Regions from separate parts of the Mus musculus genome. Here regions 1 and 2 are each linked to region 3. Evidence: chromatin contacts called from public ChIA-PET data. All regions are on one chromosome and are shown on one strand. Each heading gives the region's core, a stretch centred on a gene start, on an enhancer-like site or on the middle of the called end of the contact. The rest is flanking DNA. Distances are from core to core; before and after follow the strand shown. Region 1 has its middle 4.5 kb from the start of Gm5420. Region 2 has its middle 49 kb from the start of Gm5420. Region 3 has its middle 60 kb from the start of Gm33892.

What was found. ChIA-PET counts read pairs in DNA pulled down with a chosen protein or histone mark.
Region 1: a contact with region 3 is called in an SMC1A ChIA-PET map of the G1E-ER4 cell line, with 18 read pairs. The contact joins two enhancer-like sites. A contact is called at or near these places in 2 of 39 promoter capture datasets (the C10 cell line and cranial neural crest), 1 of 15 datasets of contacts at CTCF or cohesin (the G1E-ER4 cell line), 2 of 484 Hi-C or Micro-C datasets (both in the G1E-ER4 cell line) and 4 of 115 datasets of contacts at active chromatin or transcription factors (CD8 T cells, cardiomyocytes, microglia and 1 more).
Region 2: an SMC1A ChIA-PET map of the G1E-ER4 cell line shows a contact between it and region 3, with 8 read pairs. The contact joins two enhancer-like sites. A contact is called at or near these places in 1 of 15 datasets of contacts at CTCF or cohesin (the G1E-ER4 cell line), 2 of 484 Hi-C or Micro-C datasets (bone marrow-derived macrophages and nephron progenitors) and 1 of 115 datasets of contacts at active chromatin or transcription factors (trophoblast stem cells).

The regions. Positions count from the first base shown.
Region 1 is chr10:21,684,525-21,688,136 of GRCm38.p6, reverse strand. No RefSeq gene overlaps it. Among named protein-coding and RNA genes, the nearest start is that of Gm5420, 4.5 kb to the left of the region's middle. Within about 2 kb of position 1,971, at least 92 of the 459 cell types and tissues checked have an H3K27ac peak or open chromatin away from gene starts, as enhancers often do. A contact at or near this core is called in the G1E-ER4 cell line, where this site is marked.
Region 2 is chr10:21,738,007-21,742,001 of GRCm38.p6, reverse strand. No RefSeq gene overlaps it. Among named protein-coding and RNA genes, the nearest start is that of Gm5420, 49 kb to the right of the region's middle. Within about 2 kb of position 1,396, at least 7 of the 459 cell types and tissues checked have an H3K27ac peak or open chromatin away from gene starts, as enhancers often do. A contact at or near this core is called in the G1E-ER4 cell line, where this site is marked.
Region 3 is chr10:21,509,916-21,513,676 of GRCm38.p6, reverse strand. No RefSeq gene overlaps it. Among named protein-coding and RNA genes, the nearest start is that of Gm33892, 60 kb to the left of the region's middle. Within about 2 kb of position 2,161, at least 5 of the 459 cell types and tissues checked have an H3K27ac peak or open chromatin away from gene starts, as enhancers often do. A contact at or near this core is called in the G1E-ER4 cell line, where this site is marked.

The DNA.
Region 1 (3,612 bases), core at 722-3,221, 170 kb before region 3:
CTGGGTCGCAAAAAGCAACCCCTCTTTTTTTAAAAGCATCTCTGTAAAGCAGTCAGCTCTGTAGATTATTCATGCTGCATGCATTTTCTAATAGGTAGTCGACAGCACTCCTATGAATGCTCATGATTTTCATATTAAAGTGGAAGAAACCCCGATGCCCTTTCCCCTCCACTCTTCCTTTGAAAACCCTGCTCGCTCCTGCGGAGAAGCCGCATCTCTCCTCCCCGAAGCACCGTTCTAGGCTTGTGTAATCATTTCAGCAGGCTGATGCTTTAATAACGATTTTTAAAATGTGAAATGAAACCCGCAGTTAAAGTTTACTGAAAACATAGGTTGCTGTAATTCCGTTGATAAAAGTACAGAAGTAGAAATGATTGGTGTATGTAGCTGCGCTCGGATCACATGACCCATGGCTTCTAGGGTGCAGCTGCTATCTAACCACCCGCTTCACCTCTGGCACCCAACCTGACAAGCATAAAAAGAGAAACAACACTGCAATGCCCCTTATCTCTTCTCTCTTATTATTGTTTTTTTTTTTGGGGGGGGGGAAGGCGAGCCAACAACCTGCCATACATGACTTATCAACAAACACCATCAATATGACACATTCTGTGACTGACTGTATTATGCAATCACCTCTACATGCCTTTGAAACACCGGCCCACACCCACCACCTCCCATAGATATCTAAAGAGAATTACAAAAGAAATACCCTAGATAAGAGATCTAGTCTACCCTAACTTGGACAGGAGAAAGTTGGCCTCGCCTTCATAAATATGCCATCCATCCATAAATATTCATACGTTCCTCTTAAATCAGCATACAGAATCCACCAGCCTTCTAAGCCCCTTTGGAACAGCCCACTCCATCCCTCTTTGCTTTGCTAAATCTACCTGTGGTTAAACTGCCCGTGTCCCTCCATGGAATTCTTCATTTGAGAAGACAAGGAACAAGTGGCACTGCCCATTGAAGAAATCTGCAAGTTATATTGTCTTCATTTTTTTTAACCATATGTGTTCTTTGATTAGTGTAAATATTGTCTACTCTTCACTCATGTAGAAAATTATTACTTAAAAAAATTCACTGACAAAATAACAGCCTGTGAAATCGTATGGCCTCAACACTTATACCTTAGCCAGAAATTATAGTACATAATTAGCAGCACACACACACACACACAGAGTCACAACCCACTCACTTACTCACACACAATTACACAACACACACACACAAACTCACACACCCACTCACATGCTCACTCACATACACTCACATACACACAACTCACACACAGTCACATATACATTCTCACATAGACACTCGGACACACATACACACATACACACACTCACACACATAACACATACTCACATAGAGATGTTCTCACACACACACACACACACACACACACACACACACACACACACGAAGCAGGAAAAAGGCAGGCAGAGAGAAAAAGGAAGCAAAGAGGAAGTGTGAGAAGAAAGACAAAGGAAGGGAAAACACAGAAGAGAGAAAATAAGGAGATAAAAGAAATTGCTCCCATTATGACTTTTAAATAGAAAATCCCTGCTAGGAAAGACAATAATAAGCCAGCATGAAAACAGAACATAGAAACAGAAAAAATTGTCACCTCTCAAATGTGTGTAGGTACTGAGACCAGAGAACTGTGGCTACACTCTTGCTAACCTTTACCATGAGAAACGGTGAATTCAAAGGAGGCACATAACCTTCCTGAACAGGGTTGGATCGGCCCCATCGACAAAGGTGGAAAGGTAAACAAACCAGGGGGCCAGCCCGGAAGTTGAATGCTTCTGTTGGAATCCAGTTGCACCACTGCCACAGTGACCTTGGCTGTGTTATATAATTTATTTACTCTCCTTTCTTCATGTGGGAACCCGTGATAAAGAATCCAGCAACCCTATCCACATCTCAGGGTCATCTGAGGACCGATGAGATCATCCGTTTGTGACAGCTCGATGAAGGTTGTTAAGCACCAAAGTACAGTATAGCATATGACCACAGTGAGCTTCGAGCTGTTCCCAGACTGGCTGGCAGTTGGAAGTCAGATAGAGAAAGGAGGAGGAGATGGGGTACAGCATTTTTTAAAAGGCAACCTGTTCTATTATCCACAGCTGAATTAAACACACAACACAATACACCACCACCACAACAAAACTCCGTGTGGACTTTTCTCTAAGTACTAAGTTTTATCCAACAGAGCTTAGCAACTGCATCTGAACACAGTGAGCTGGAGCAGCTAAAGATACCAGGGGTATTTTTTTTGGTGTTTTGCTTTTAAGTGGTTCTAACAATCCGTGGAGGAAGAAGGGAAGAAGACACAGGTGGCAAAGACTCGTGTGGTCAGGAGTCCTTGTCATCCCCACTCGGGTACAGACCACCGTGGAGAGCAGCTCACTGGAGGCTGCTACTGAGCGACACCCAGCAAACTAAGAGTTCCAGAACCCGCCTGGTGGCTTCTCTCTGACTAGCGGAGCCAAGTGTCTCCTGTCAGAGGTGGCTGGTTAACAGCGTGAGGGACTCAGGACAAGGACAGATGTCAGGGCAGAGAGGCTGACAGTTAAGCTCTCTGGCCTCTGACAGACAGCAGCTCAAACTTTCTGGGCTCCAGGAAGGAAACTCACATTTTGGAAACAGAAACAAAAGGCTTTCCCCTGCAACTGCTAGCATGTCGGACTGAATTTTGGAGGATTTTAAAAAAGAGCCATTGTTCACCCCCTCCCAGGCCTTAGCAAATCTTTCATCACTTTAAAAAAAAAATATGGTCTTAGCCTCAAGGCTTTGTTTGCATGAGGGTGTATGCTGCCCATGAGTGGAAAAGTCCCCTAAAATTTTCCGTTCTCTTATGCCCCTCCCTCCTTTGTCCAGTCATTCAGGTCTTTGTCTATTGTGACCCTAACATGCACTGATTCTCCACATCAACCTCATTTGAAATTTTAAACTTCAAATGCCCTAGTAAAGAAAAGCCACCAGACTCCTTTTGGCATAGAACCAGGTGTCTGAAGAGCCACGTGACAACTTGCTTCCTTAATTAAGTGATCATATTCATTAGAAGTTACATAGTTAAGTCCTTGTCAAAGATGATACATAGTCAGCAATGGATAGGAGCAATTTTGTCCCTAAGAGGACAGAGTTGTTTTTGTATTGCAGTCCCTTTCCCACTTGCAGTCTCTCCTGGCTTCTGTGTCTGGGGCAGGTGTTGACAGCTGTTGTTCTGTGGTAGGAATGGTTAGAGACACCAGCGATGCTGGGTGGACAAATGTCTTCATCGGGAAATCATGTGTGGGTCTGAGATAGGAAGGGCTGATCTGAGCACCACCCTCCCATCAGTCTCAGACATGGCTGCTTTCCTGGTAGCTGTCCTCCATGGTGAATTCTCTTCCGATCCCGCTGGAGCTTGGCACATACACTCACCTCTGTCTTCCTAGACAGGACCCCCTTCTTATCATTTTCTAAGGAAATTGGTGAATAAAGAGGTTATCTATCGGTGGTTGTCAGTTTTCTCTGAGAGAATGGACCAGAAACAAAAGGGAAATGCCTCTGACTGCATGAAGGAGGAGGATGCTTTGCCTAGGAAAGGGCGGTCCCAGG
Region 2 (3,995 bases), core at 147-2,646, 230 kb before region 3:
TTTTACACAATGTATCGGTTCCTCTCAACCTAGGGCAGTTTATTTTGGTGTCATTACAGAACCCGAGGAGATTGTCCCTAGATGAAATGAATCTGAGGGCTTGTCATCATGTCTATTTTGATCAGATGCCCTGCCTATCTTTCACAGGCCGAAGGCCAGTCTGGCATATGTTTCTTAGATTCAGCTTCTGGGGGGGGGGTACTTAACGAACCAGACACCTTCGGCTGGGTAAATGTTACCAGACCGACTGTAATTAAAATGTCCTCCGTGGGTCACATGAGGCTCTGCTAATCGGTCGGCTGCTCCAGGAGCCAAGAACTTCATGTTCAGATGTTGGAATGCTGGGGGCAAGTGTGAGCCTCTCTGCCTCCCCAAAGAGCACACAGCCTCCAGTCCAGAGCCATCCTGAACCCCAGACTGGCACATGTCCCACCCAGAACCACCCTGACACATGACTTCATTTTTATTCCCTAGTGACCTGAAAGGCCTGAATAAATAAATAAAGGGACAATTTAATTTTTGAAATAACATAGATCTTCTAAGTATTGTAATAGCAGAAAGAGCTTTTCTTCCTACATGATTCAATGAGTATGAAAGTCTGCATGGACTTATTGCATGGTATATGTTTATGCTATTACATGGCATATGTTTATGTTAGTGCATGGTATATGTTTATGTTATTGCATGATATATGCTTATGGTATTACATGGTATATATTTATGGTATTACATGTAATATGTTTATATGTCTATTACTATAGAACTTTTCAGTGGGACTGTTGTCATGGTACCCAGTGGCATTTCCCACAAACAGTCTTTCCTGCCTATTTGTGTACAAAGTTCTTGTTTTTCAAAATATAATATTTATGTGGGCCCTACCTGTATTTCATATCTAACTTAAAGCCTTTTCCAGGTGGCTCTGTGATTTCTCTATCACTAGTGGGCTTACATTGCAGTCCCTTTATGTCTGACAAGTGACCTTTAAGATGCTTTCATCTGTCTTGACAGCAGACTCCAGATTAACCCTAACTAATTTAGACAATTTGCTAAATATCTAACTAGATGAAGGAAATTTATTCACCAATTAACTAAAGAGATTTAGAGAAAGTTTTCATAAATTCATTTCTAGTTATTTAACTGTATACACATATCTTAGATATATTATTTTAATTTACATTATTTAAATTTATACACTTTGTGCATATACTTCGGAACACTTTTCTATGGACTTTAAAAGGAGAGTTTTGTCTCCCTGTTAGTTTCTCTGGGACAATGCAGGGCTCTCCTTGTACCCAAGTGCTTTGCAGTGCTATGGCCTGTGGTTCAGTAAAATTCTCATGTCAGGGTGGTTTGGAAAGAAACACACTCAGCACTTCAGACTGATGCCTGAGATCTGTGACCTTCTTACATAACGCACAGGAGAAGCTATGGTTCTGTACCTAGCCACAAGGCAAAAATGTGAGATGTTCAGCCAAAATTGCCACCTGAGGACACACAGAACAAAGAAACACAAGTCCTAATCAGATTAGAGCTAATGAACCAGACTCTGGCCTGTTGTGAACTCCAGAAACACTAAGTCATTCCAGCGAACAAACAGGGGAGCCAGACCTTGGAGAACAAAACGTTTTCTTAATTACTTGCGTTCTTTTCACAGCTGTAATTACAAGATAGTTTCCACTGTCTGTTACAACTTGCTTCCTGCGAGGCTATGTCCCTAAACCATAGCCTTTTCTGTTCTCTAGCATAGCTGTGAGCAGCAGATGGAGAAAGTTCAGCCTGCTGTCTAGGAATCAAGGATAATATCTTAAGACCTCACAAGGACTCAGATAAGAGAGGTTGCTCAAGGCTGTTTTTTTCATTTAATTTAGGAACTGGTGGCTAGGTATCAAACAGAAGCACAATATCAGACACGGTGCCTACAAGAGAGTGTCAGAATCCTCCCAGTTAATAGATATCTGTTTACCCTTTACTTCTAAAGATGAATATTTAAGACAGCTTTCCTCCTAGATGATTACCAAAACAGTACATGCCTTTTCACTCAGAGATGTCCCAGCCTCAACACCCTGGGGTGCCAGCTATGGCAAGTTCATAGAGACACTCTCCTCTGAGGCTTCATCCTGTTTCAGTTGCAGAATCATATTGCACTATAATCCTCTGCAGTTTTAATCATACTTCAAGTTCTTCCCATTATCTACTATTCTTCCTTTTAAAAAAGGGTCCGCACAGTATATTGATACATGTGATGAATTGTCAGACATTATTCTTGGATGTAAAATTTTACTGTTTTTCCAGCTTTGAGCTGCCACTGCTGGTGGCAGGCTGACTGAAGCTGCTGTCCCTCACTTGGAGTTGGCTCTCTCCCCAGTGTGTGCTGTTTCCTTTAGGGGGGGTCAGGCTCTTTTGCATTTGTCTAAGAATAAAGGATCATACCTTAAGACCTCACTTGGACTCAGATAAGAGAGGCATGCAAGGCCTTGCCATAGGGCCTTGTTTTCTGTCTACCTACTTCAATACACACTGTTCTGAATATGGCACTGCCCCACTGGAGCGTGAATCACCCCACCATCCAGCACAATAATTGCGTGCACTCTCTGGGTGGAAGGTACAGGTGGGATTTTCAGGTCCCAGGAGGAAAAGGTAGATGCGGGGAAGGAGAGGGAGGAGGTTTTCTGCCACACTTTGGAGGAAGAAGAACACAACAACCATGTGCGGTCTCAGGTGGCGCTGGGGCCTGTGGCCACTACTACAGGTGGGTGGCCAAGGGTGTTTGACAGGGGCTAGGTGAGACTAGCCACTGAAGTTTAGGGCAGGTGGAGAGACAGAGATAATAAATTGATAAGAGCACACTTTTCCAGGTGGGAGATAGTGATGCCCAGCAAATGTGCCAAAAAGGCAAATTGTAAAAGAACAAATTGCATGTGTGTCTTTTATCCTTGGATTCAAGAGAAGCTGGGAGGGCTGCTGGCAGCAATGGTCACCTCCTGGAGCTAAATGTGGTAGAGCAAAAGGGATGCTGGATGGGGGCTGTTAGAACGGCCGGTCGTGGAGCAAAGGCAATAGCTTAAAACTACAGGCAACATCTGTACACTACACTACTGACCCACCAGGCAAGATGGACCTATTTCTCAACAGTGGCATGACAGCCAGGAGAGTAACCAACAACTTTCTGATTCCACTGGGGACCTGATTCACAGGAGGGATTCATGTCTGGTACTTCGAACTTGGTCAAAGCCCCACTGCTTGTCAGGCCCTGGGTTCTCAAGGGGAAGCTATTAGTCTTGTTTTACCAAGTAGACATGCTGTCCCCATCGTACTATCTTCTAAACATTTGTGTTTATGCCCAAAGACAGGTGCCGCCATCAGTCTAGATTACAGAAGCATCTGTTATTCCAGAGACTCGTAATTGGAAAGAAAAAAATTGTGCTAGGAGTGGGTGACCATTTCTCACAATGCCCAGCCCCACTGTAGCATCTACATCCCTCCTTCCCCAGCTCGGGGGATGTTGAAGAAGAGGGGACAGAAAGAATGTAAGAGCCAGAGGAACAGGTGGAATGCTGTCCTGTGGGCATGGTAAGGTCATTGTGCTCTTTAAGTCTTGACACGTGTGCTTACCTGCAGAGACCTGCTCAAGATCAGGACATTCAGTATTCATCATGGAGCAAAATGTGTCTCCTCGTGAGGCCCCACTTCCTGAGAATTTATAGACAGTTAATGGTTGCTGGTAAAGGAATAGACAATAAATACATTAAAAAGATATTCTTACCAAGCAAGGGAAGATGAACTGGAGCCACAAACTCAAGGGAAATTTGATGGGTCTATTCCAGCCTACACCTGCTTTTCCTTCATCAAAGGAGTTCTCCCACTCCAGAGTTTTAAAGCCGGTGCGTGATTTTAAGCTGTACTCTCTAGTGATATTATGTTGTCGAATGGCCCATTTTCATCCTTCACACAGCACTTTGATGGTGATGACCACAGCCATGCTTTAGGCCAGACCA
Region 3 (3,761 bases), core at 912-3,411:
GAGCTATGGTTAGTATTGTCAGAGGAATAATGCGCTGTTTAAGCCGAGTTTTATAACAGCTCACAGATGCTTTCTGGCTTCCCACGACTCTGTGAGACGGCACCTTCATCTTATCATCGCTGTTGCTATACGGGAAAGAGGTTCACAGGAGTGGCAGGGTCAATGAGTTCATGATGGTCTTCCACACAGATCTAGGACTTCAGGGTCATGACAAAGGCCTAGAGAAACATTTCTCTTACAACTACCATAAATAGCCTAAGAGCAATGAAAACAATTTATTTCTACCTTGAAAATATCTGCTCAAATTACCAAGGAATCGTACTAAGTAAATAAATGCATTAAGAGGATGCTGTTAGTTTGATAAAGATTTTCATGTAATTTTTTTAAACACATGCAAATGTTTCACTACAACTTCGAAAAATAAAACTTAGACAGATGTATGAAATCCTTTCTAGTCAGCAGAGCTCTTCCTTGACGCACACTATATAGGACATTTCACTCTCCTACTCCAGGAGAGGAGTCACAGTCCACACATTTGATGGGGAAGACTGAGCAATTTGTTTTCACCACCATCCCCTCTCGACCCATGTCTGCCTGGCATGCGTCATCCACCTGCTGTGTTTAGCTTTCTTTGGTACTTAAAGGTGTTCTGGGATGATATACAGTTGGCAACGGTCTACAAAATAAGCTGACTTAGACCATAAGAAGAAAAGGCCAGTGTCTCAAGACGGGGACAGAGAAGTTTCCAGGAACCATCTTCTCTAATATGCGAATCTGATACAGACCAGATAGTCAAGGAATGTGAAGGAGAGTCTTTCCCATCTCAGTCCCCAGCGGGCTCGGCCATGGGGGAACATGAACTACTCAGCCCATAAACTTGTTAATCGCTTCTATGCAATAAAGCTTATCTCAGGGAGCACATTACTCATGGAAAAGTTCTAACGTGTTAACTTCGTGCGGATTTTATTCTCCATGTTATCTGAGCATCAGTATTTCGGCTGTGTGCTCAGATGCCAGGACAAAATGTGCAAGGCGAAGCGTTCTGATAACGGCAAGGAGACGTGGGCAGCACCTGACTGGGGCGGAATTTGGTTCAACTGCTAATATGATCCCAAATATATGCACAGAGTCGCTTTTTGCCCCCTGCAAGTCTACCAGAATGAAGAATGTATGTTTATTCAATACTCTCTGTGCCTCAGTTTCTCTACCCACCACCATCACTCAGGGGCTTCTCAGAAAATGATGCTGCAGAAAATACTCTTCACTGGTTTTGCATTTTTGTAGCATTCCACTCCCCAGAGTGTGATTGGCTTTTATATATTTATATAATAGCCAAAGGCCAAAATCACAGGCTAGTTTTGTTACATGTTTTCTCTGTCTCTTTATTTGAAACACTGTAAATATGAAACGTTTTCTCTCCCTCCAAAGTAAAACAGTTAAGAATGAAAATGAAAATTTAAATATTATCCAAATACATTTTGTTTGAAGACTGATACTTTGTTTTGATGGATCTTAGCAAGAGTCTAATTCATCCAATGTTTAAGGGAAAGTTTGCTCTGGCTGGTACCCAGTTCTGTAGTCATCCCCATCCCTTCCTCCTCTTCCTCGTTGTTATCACTGACCCTTTGTGATGCTGAGCACTTGATGGGTAGCTATGCTTCATCCTCAAAGCAGTAGTGCTCATAAACACACTTATTTTAAGGTGCGTGTGCGTCTGTGAGTGTGCACTCGTGTCCGTGTTTATAGTGTGTGCAGGAGCACGGGTACAGGGGTTACACACATGCCAGGGGCAGGGATTGAGTTCTGGTTCTTGAGCTTGCACGGTAAGCACCTTATCATGGGAGTCAGCCGTCTCCCCGGCCCCATAAACTGGTGCTTATTTAGATGCACAGCTACTTAGTCTGTGTACCTAGCTACAGGGACATGACTAGACTTTGAGTGGTGTCCAAGGGTGCAGGCTGCTGCCTCTAGTTTGTCAGCAGAGGGGAAGCTGTCCTCCGCTGGGTTCTGTAGCAGGCTAGTCTGCCCACTGGGCTTCACCGTGTGTTTCCATGAGATCAACAGCCTAGTAACAACCCCCTGGCTCTCAGCCTCCATCCCCGACATGCTTCAGCAACTGTGGGGGCAGTGTGCAGAATTCTAGAAGAAAGTGTCCTCAGATAAGCTTATCTTGAGTCCTTCAGTGGCCTCTCTGTGTGGCTCAGATTTGCGGACTGATCTTAGAGGAGCATTCATTTCTCCACTGGCCGATTTTTTTTCACCTTGCTCACTTTTTAGAAGAAAATTTAATTTTGCAGATAAGATGCTGTAATTCAGTCGAATCTAAGAGGTAACTGCATATGGCCAGAAGGTGCCAAAAGCAGTTTCTCCTGGCTCCTATCCTGCTGACCCTTTAATGAATGTTATACTGCCTGCTATCAGGAGCAGCTCAGTAACAAATTCCATAATTGGAGTTAAATTGCTTTAGCTTTGCTACAATTACTTGTTTTGTTGGGGAAGGAGTAGTCAAGTTGGGAGGTTTATTGGCTTCTCACAACCTTTTAAACCTTCAGGTACTGTTGATGAACTTTTGCTAGGTATAAGGTAGAAGTTAAAGAAAAATGTACTTTTTTCAAAAGCCAGATACTGGCACTCAAATTACCACCAATTTGTGTGTGTGTGTGTGTTTGTGTATGTTTGTGTATGTGTCTATGCATGTGTGTATGTGCATGTATGTGTGTTTGTGTGTATGCATGTGTGTATGTGTATGTATGGATGTATGTGTGTGTATGTGTGCATACATGTGTGTATGTGTGAGTGTATATGTGTGTATGTGTGAGTGTATGTGTGTATGCATGTGTGTGTGCATTTGTGTGTATGTATGTGTGTGTGGTGTTTGCAAGGCCTCAGTTAAAACAGAGTGCAGGAATAAGTAGGAGGAAGAGAAGGGGGAGAGGAAGGAGGGAAGAAAAGGAAACTTTTATATTCCAGAGATACTGATCAACTTTAAAACATCATCTTCTTAGTATCTGTGTGGACCATGGTGCGTGAGTGGGTTCTCTCACACTCCCCGAAGCCTCCGTTTGCCCACTCTGAAAAGCAGCGTCTGTAACTGGCACTTGGCATTATGTTTGAGAGGGTTTCATGACAATCTGATAAATGAAGGGGTCCAGCTAAGTACTTCATCTGCTGCCACGCAGCTGCTGTGTGCGGGTGCCCTGTGACGGCTAGAAAGCACGTCCGGAGGGTGATGGGGCTTCTGTCTGCTCCGAGCTCCCAGGCATCTTGCTCTGAAGTATTTTTGTGATTCTCTCCTGTGGAAGTTTGAAGACAATGAACTGAGAGCCTTAATCCCCTTAGAGATGCTAAAAATGGCGAGGCAGGGCAGCTTCCAAATGGTGACAAGGAAGAGACAGGCAGTGCCGGTTGGAGGAAACAGTCTCAGCACCATCCATCCGGATTGAAGCAGTTCTGATGATAAATCCCACCGCTTCCATTTCTAACTTGGAAAGGAAAAGGGAAAGATTTACTTGGTTTTGGAGCTGCAGGAAAACCAGGAGGTAAAGGATTAGGACCTGGAGAAGGTCGGAGCATGAGCCGTGCACATGAAGACACCACGCTTTTCACTCCCAAATTAGCTCTGCAAAACAACTAGTTGATTGGTCTGCCTACTGTATAGCAACCCCACTCTACGCAAAAGCCCATTCTCCCATTTCCTGAACTGATAGAGCCATTCAGCGCTAAGACTGGAATTTCTAGATCCTTCTATCCTGTCTCCTGCT